2 separate regions of the Rattus norvegicus genome follow, and region 1 is linked to region 2. Evidence: chromatin contacts called from public Hi-C data. All regions are on one chromosome and are shown on one strand. The core of a region is the stretch at or near the end of the contact, and the rest is flanking DNA. Distances in the headings are between cores, read along the strand shown.

Region 1 (2,825 bases), core at 61-2,560, 100 kb before region 2:
CTAAGCCTTAGATCTCAGGCTGAGACTCAGACTTGGAGAAGGGAAATCTGGCCCGGGAGGGATCCAAAAGAGGGGCGGCTTGAGGGGAGCACGGAAGGTGGGTCTTCTGGAATCCCACCCCTTTAAACGCCTGGGGAACAGCCACCCAGTTTCCCCAGGTAGCTAGCTGAGCTGATATCTGCGGTCGGCGCTCAACTGGCTTCCCCGGTGGCCTGAGCATCGGAGGGACCGACTGTGACCTGATGGTGTGTGCGTCCCTGGGAAGTCGATGGTTGGCATCCAGAACAACGCGGGGTTGTGGTACAAGTTTCTGCGGGTACAGCCTCTCATCTTGGTCTCCTGAGAGACTGTACCCATCAGCACCGGGGAGACGTAGGAGCTCAGAGCCACATTAGCTGCTCCAGGCAGCTTGCGACCCTCCGTGTGCCCATTCTGTGCAGCAGGTGTTCTCATTCGTACACCCTTCCCTTCTACACCTTTGTGTCCCGGAATGGCTAGACGTGGTTGCAGGGACTCTCCCTGGAAAGCGCACAGTGAATTCCCGGCAGCTAGGTCTGTCGCGAGGTGATTTCACCCTTCGCAGTCCGGTAGTGGGTCAGTCGACGTGAACACCCGGACCAGGGGTCACTTCCCGGCGATAGAAAGATTGGGGACAAGTGGCTACGTTGGGGAGACATTGGAGAGGACTGGGACTCCTTGGCTGGGTAACTAAGAAGGAAAGAAATAATCAAGCTACGAAAGTCCCCCAGCCCAAAGCATTTCCCACGGCGGAGCGCCATAAAGACACAAAACCGGGCAATGAGGGTGTCTGCGTGCAGCAGAGAGCGCCAGACCTGAGCTGGGGTGGGCAGTACAGCGACCCGACGACCTCAGCATGGGGCAAGAGCCAAGGTGCAGGTCAACCTCAGACTTATTTCATCTCAACAGGAGTCTTTTCTCCCTCGCCCAGCTCCGGATTTGGGGTCCGGCGAGGACTGCCATCATTTTCTGGCCTTCCCCGCCGTCCTGTCGGAGTCTCTCGAAGTTCCCTCTGCCGTCCAAGGGATCGATCCCCGAGGATCGAGACAAGGTTCCGGAGCTCCGGTGGGAGAACAGACCTATCACAGCTACGGAGCCAGCCTCCGGAGACCTTGAGCCCTGCGGAGGCTGGAGGGGGCGGGACCTCAGGGGGTGGGCTCTGCACAGTGGGGGTGGAGATGTGGCGCCGGTTCTGCTCTGCCATTGGTCGCAAGCTCCGGACTGGCGGGTGTACGTCACGGGCCGGGCCCACCCTCTTGGCAATGTCTTCAGACTGCTGCACTCCTAACTTAAGCATTTATTCCACTGGGATAGAAGCGGTAGGAGCAGCGTTGGCACCGGCGAACCATGGCTGGGATTTTCTATTTCATCCTCTTTTCGTTTCTCTTTGGAATTTGCGACGCTGTCACCGGTTCTAGGGTATACCCGGCGAATGAAGGTAAGAGCCGGGCAGCCCTTACGCGATCCGGGACCCGGAGAGGGTGATTCACTGATGAATGGTTCGGGAGCTCAGAACCAGTTAGGATGGGGGGCGGGGGGGGGGAGAGCGCGGCGTGAGCCTCGCGTTCCCACTCCGGAGAAGGGTGCGGGACAGAGGGGATCCTCTTAAGTGGGGAACGAGGAAGATCGGGCAGTCTGAACTGAGAGGGGTGACCGATGCAAGCTGCCACTCTGCCCAAGTTTGTAGTGAAAGGCCAAAGTTTATCAGCATCCGCCTGCAGGGCCGGCTTCAGGAGCCCCCAGGGGGATACACCAGGATTTAAAACAAAACAAAACAAAACAAAAATAACGTGTGAACAAAGTCCTCTTCATCAGCAGCACCAGCGAGAAGGGAAATGCAGATGAGCAGTGAAGGCTTAGCGCGCCCGGCCTCTTGTCCAAGCCTTGCGAGCCCGGGTTTCTGCAAAGTTTTCCCAGCGCTGCGCTTCCCGGGACCTGGCTGCCTGGTCTCCGCAGCGCAGCGGTGGTGGCGCCGCTTGCGGGCGCCGGTGACCTGATTTCTAGCACCGGGCCTCAGACACCTTTTTCTCCATCGGGCCGCGCAACCTAGAGGTTGCAATCGCAGGCCTACCTCTCCCCTACCCCAGATCCTTAGATCATCCAGCAAACCTAGAGGAGCAGTCAGCGAGTTAAACATACCCTACTTTAAGCTTCTCTCTCTGGAATGGTGTGAACTAGTCTGTAAGGACTGGCATGACCCACCGGACCCGCTCTTTCTTGGTGCTGTTTTCTGTTTATCTATTGAGACGTGCTGGAAGGATTGTTTTTCTGTCCGAGGTGAGGGGAGAGGTGGTGACCATTTAGTTTCTAATGGGCCTAGAGGGAAGAGAGCATTCTCTGTTTTGTCTGTCTCTGTCTCTCTTCCTCCTCCTGTGTGTGTGTGTGTGTGTGTGTGTGTGTGTGTGTGTGTGTGTGTGTGTGTGTTTGAGGGTAAATGTGTGCCTGGTGCGGGTGTCTGCATGAACCTGGACTATTTGTGCCGGGTAAGCGAGTGCGCAGGGTGTGAACGTGGGCCCGGGCCTCTGTTCGTGTTCCAACCTATACGCATTAGCTGTGCATCTGTCTTATCGATTCTTCCCACTCCATCCATCCATCCATCCATCCATCCATCCATCCATCCATCCATCCATCCTCCGTCTCCCCAGGCATCAGTCCATCTAGCTATTTCTGTGCAATCCACTATCATTTTTTCTGTTCCGAAGGAGGGAGCCAAAAACCAACTTAGGCTTGGCTAGGCAGAGGGTACCCGGAGCTCTCCGGGCAGAGGTTTGGACACTGTCATACACCTGCCCATAGGCACTGCAGGG
Region 2 (2,959 bases), core at 300-2,799:
CAGAGGCCATGTCTACTGACTTAGGAGGTTGGGAAAACCACCACAGTGACTCTGTGGTAGTTAGAACTACTTCTGTGGAAAGGAAAGTTAGCTTTTAAACATACAATTTCTCAGTCAAGGGCATGGTAGCACTGCCTTTAATCCCAGAGCTTTGGAGGCAGAGGCAGGTGGATCTCTGAGTTTCAGGCCAGACTGGTCCACAGAGTGAGTTTCAGGACGGCCAGGGCTACCTTCAAGACCTGCCCCCAGAAACCCACTTCTGCTAGCTTGGCCTCCATAATAAAGTTTCTATAACACTCCCAAATTGGTACCACCACTGGGGAGCAAATGTTCCCATGAGCCTGTGGGGGTACAGTTCCCATTCAAATCCTAACAGAAAGAAAGAAGATGTGCAGCTTTCTATAGACCAGTGGGTGAGAAGTGGGTGCTAGCATATGGCTCTGAAATTCACCAGTTACAGAATTATCTTAAGGAAGCTACACTACTTTGTCTCCTCATCTATAAGATGGGATAATAATAGTGCTTGCTTCAGGAAGTTGGTGGGAATTAATTCCTACAAGAGATTTTGAATAAGGCTTGGTACATCACTGCTGCCTAATGTGGGTTCATCGTGTGTGTGTGTGTCACTACAGACATGTGGTGTGGAGAAAAGATCCTTTGAGTCAGGTGTACTTGGATTTTTAACTCTTATAGCTTTGGTCAAATTATTTAATTTCTCTATGCTGAAATTCCTGAATTTGAAACACAAGAGTGATAATTATAGCTACTACAAGGAGTAGTTAAGAGTAGAAGGGTGCTGCGTGTGTGTGTGTGTGTGTGTGTGTGTGTGTGTGTGTGTGTGTGTGTGTGTGTGTACAGTGAGGGTGGACAGCTCCCTTCTCATTTCTGTGACCAGCTCTGACCCACATGGATCCACATCTTCAACTGTGTGCTGCTAATTATGCAACAGAGACGAAATTATCTCTATTTCTGAAGAGAAAAGCTAACCCAACCCTACTCTCCTCTCTATCTCATATGGATACAGGCTCAGCCAAATCCCTTGGCCCAGTATTTTGTCATTTTGATGAGCTTACTTTGCCGAGCCTACTGTTGGAAGAAGGCTCATGTGTCCCCGCAGAGCCTCAACTTCTGCCTCTGGCCCTGCTCACCTCAGGGTAACATGCTCCAGTTCTTCACAAATGAGTGGGGATCTGTCCGTCATCCATAGCCAGGAACTGGAAGGAACCTGGACACCATTCTGGCAACTTCAGACCACAGATCAATCTTTAGTTGGCCACAGTACACTACACTTCATTTGAGTTCATTGTTATGAAAATGTCTTTTTTTTTTTTCCGGCTAAATGGCCCCACTTTGCTCCAATGGGCACCTGCTGTAGCCCTCAACACCCACAAGTGGGTTACTGCAATGAAACATAATTTCTTGCTGAAGTCACATTCAGTTGGTGGGGAGAGCTGGCATCAGGGCCTCCAGGAGAGGCCGAGGTTGGCATCAACCTCCAGTTGGCAGATTACAGATGAGAGAGAATGGAGAGTCACAAGGGGGATATTCATGAGCGAGTCTAGAAAATAAGTAATTACTTCAACCAAATTCCATAGTCCCAGACTCAGTCATATGATCGTCATTGGATACAAAGGGAGTCTAGGAATGTGGTTTTTTTGGCTGGGCAGCTCCATCTTTGAAACAGCTATTAGGATAAAGGGAACTCACATCTCTGGACAGTAAGTAAATGGAGAGGGTCCTGCTACCTCCCACCGCAGCACACAAGCCCTTTAAACGAAAGTTAAAAACATCACATCCTATTGTTCCAAGTTTTATAGATGACTTTCCGTAAAGAGTTGAAAATAATTTGCTGTCTACCTCTTGGCAGTGGGGGTGGGAGGAAAGGCAACTGTATTAAAGCTTTGATTCCACATTAAGCCAAAAATAAAGACCGGGTGACAGCCCAGCCGTACCCTTCAGTAAACATTCGCATGCCCTGCCTGCGTTGTAGTATTTGTTGAAAATACATGCTGCACTTCCCTCTAAAAAAAATCACTGTCTGGGAAAGATGCAATCGTCCTGTGTTTCAAAGTTTTAAAATTAATCCATATGGATCCATCCGTATTTAAATGTAAATAGATGTCATTTAATTCAGACTCTTCTGAAGATTTTGGCTGAAAATCAAGCTGTGTGTTTTTTGTCAATGTGACAAACAGCAGATGATACAACTTTTGGTTTTCTGTACCTTTTGTTTAGTTTGTCTTTTTTTTTTCTCCCCTCCAATTTGGGGTGGTTGTTGTGGGGTTTTGTCTGTTTGTTTCCTTTGTTTAGTTTTTTTTTGAGGCAAGGCCTCACATTGTAACTCAGTCTGATCTTAAACTATTAAGCCCAGCATGGTTCTGAAATCAGGATCACCTTCTTGCCTCCGCCCGCTGGATTACAGATGTGTACCACCAAGCCCAGCTGCTTTGTCTCAAAAGGATACCGTGCTCACGGGATGCCGTAATTTAACAACTTAAGGAAGAGCTGTAGGGCTTAGGGTAAGGTTCTCACACAGGGATCCTGGGGCAGTTGCGTTTGAGTTTTTAAAGGAATTTACTTGATGGGGGAGGGCGGATAGCAAAAGTAATCTAACTGATCGAATGTGCTACAAACATGTGTGTCTGAAGCTTTTAAATACCATAAGAATAATAGTGTAGATAAATACTATAAGAATAATAGCAAAACAAAACAAAACAAAAACACAAAACAGAGTGTGTAGCCTCTCCGAGGTGCTCAGGAGTTAGGTCCTTGTGCCATACATACTTACTGAGTCCATGAGAAATTCTTCTCTCTCCTTGAATGTGGAAGGAAGCCATGACTGTTAGCACCAGCATTCTTAGCTTCTCTGTGGTGTAAAACCTTTAATCACCAGGATATCATTAGTGCTCCGAAGCACTTCATTTTGGTGCTTGACAACATTTTAAAATGCACAAACCTT

Evidence for each region. A called contact is a pair of places that touch in the nucleus more often than the background predicts.
Region 1: a Hi-C map of frontal cortex shows a contact between it and region 2, with 2.7 times the contacts expected there. The contact joins the promoter of Epha4 here to the enhancer-like site in region 2. A contact is called at or near these places in 5 of 12 Hi-C or Micro-C datasets (the A7r5 cell line, Schwann cells, frontal cortex and 2 more).

Annotation. Positions count from the first base shown.
Region 1 is chr9:86,405,182-86,408,006 of GRCr8, reverse strand. Epha4 (Eph receptor A4) reads left to right here and starts at 1,310. Exons shown (of 18, transcript NM_001162411.1): 1 at 1,310-1,456. The coding sequence starts at 1,366.
Region 2 is chr9:86,304,906-86,307,864 of GRCr8, reverse strand. All of the region lies in intron 5 of Epha4 (Eph receptor A4), which reads left to right. Among named protein-coding and RNA genes, the nearest start is that of Epha4, 100 kb to the left of the region's middle. Within about 2 kb of position 1,549, at least 11 of the 93 cell types and tissues checked have an H3K27ac peak or open chromatin away from gene starts, as enhancers often do. A contact at or near this core is called in the A7r5 cell line, Schwann cells and prefrontal cortex, where this site is marked.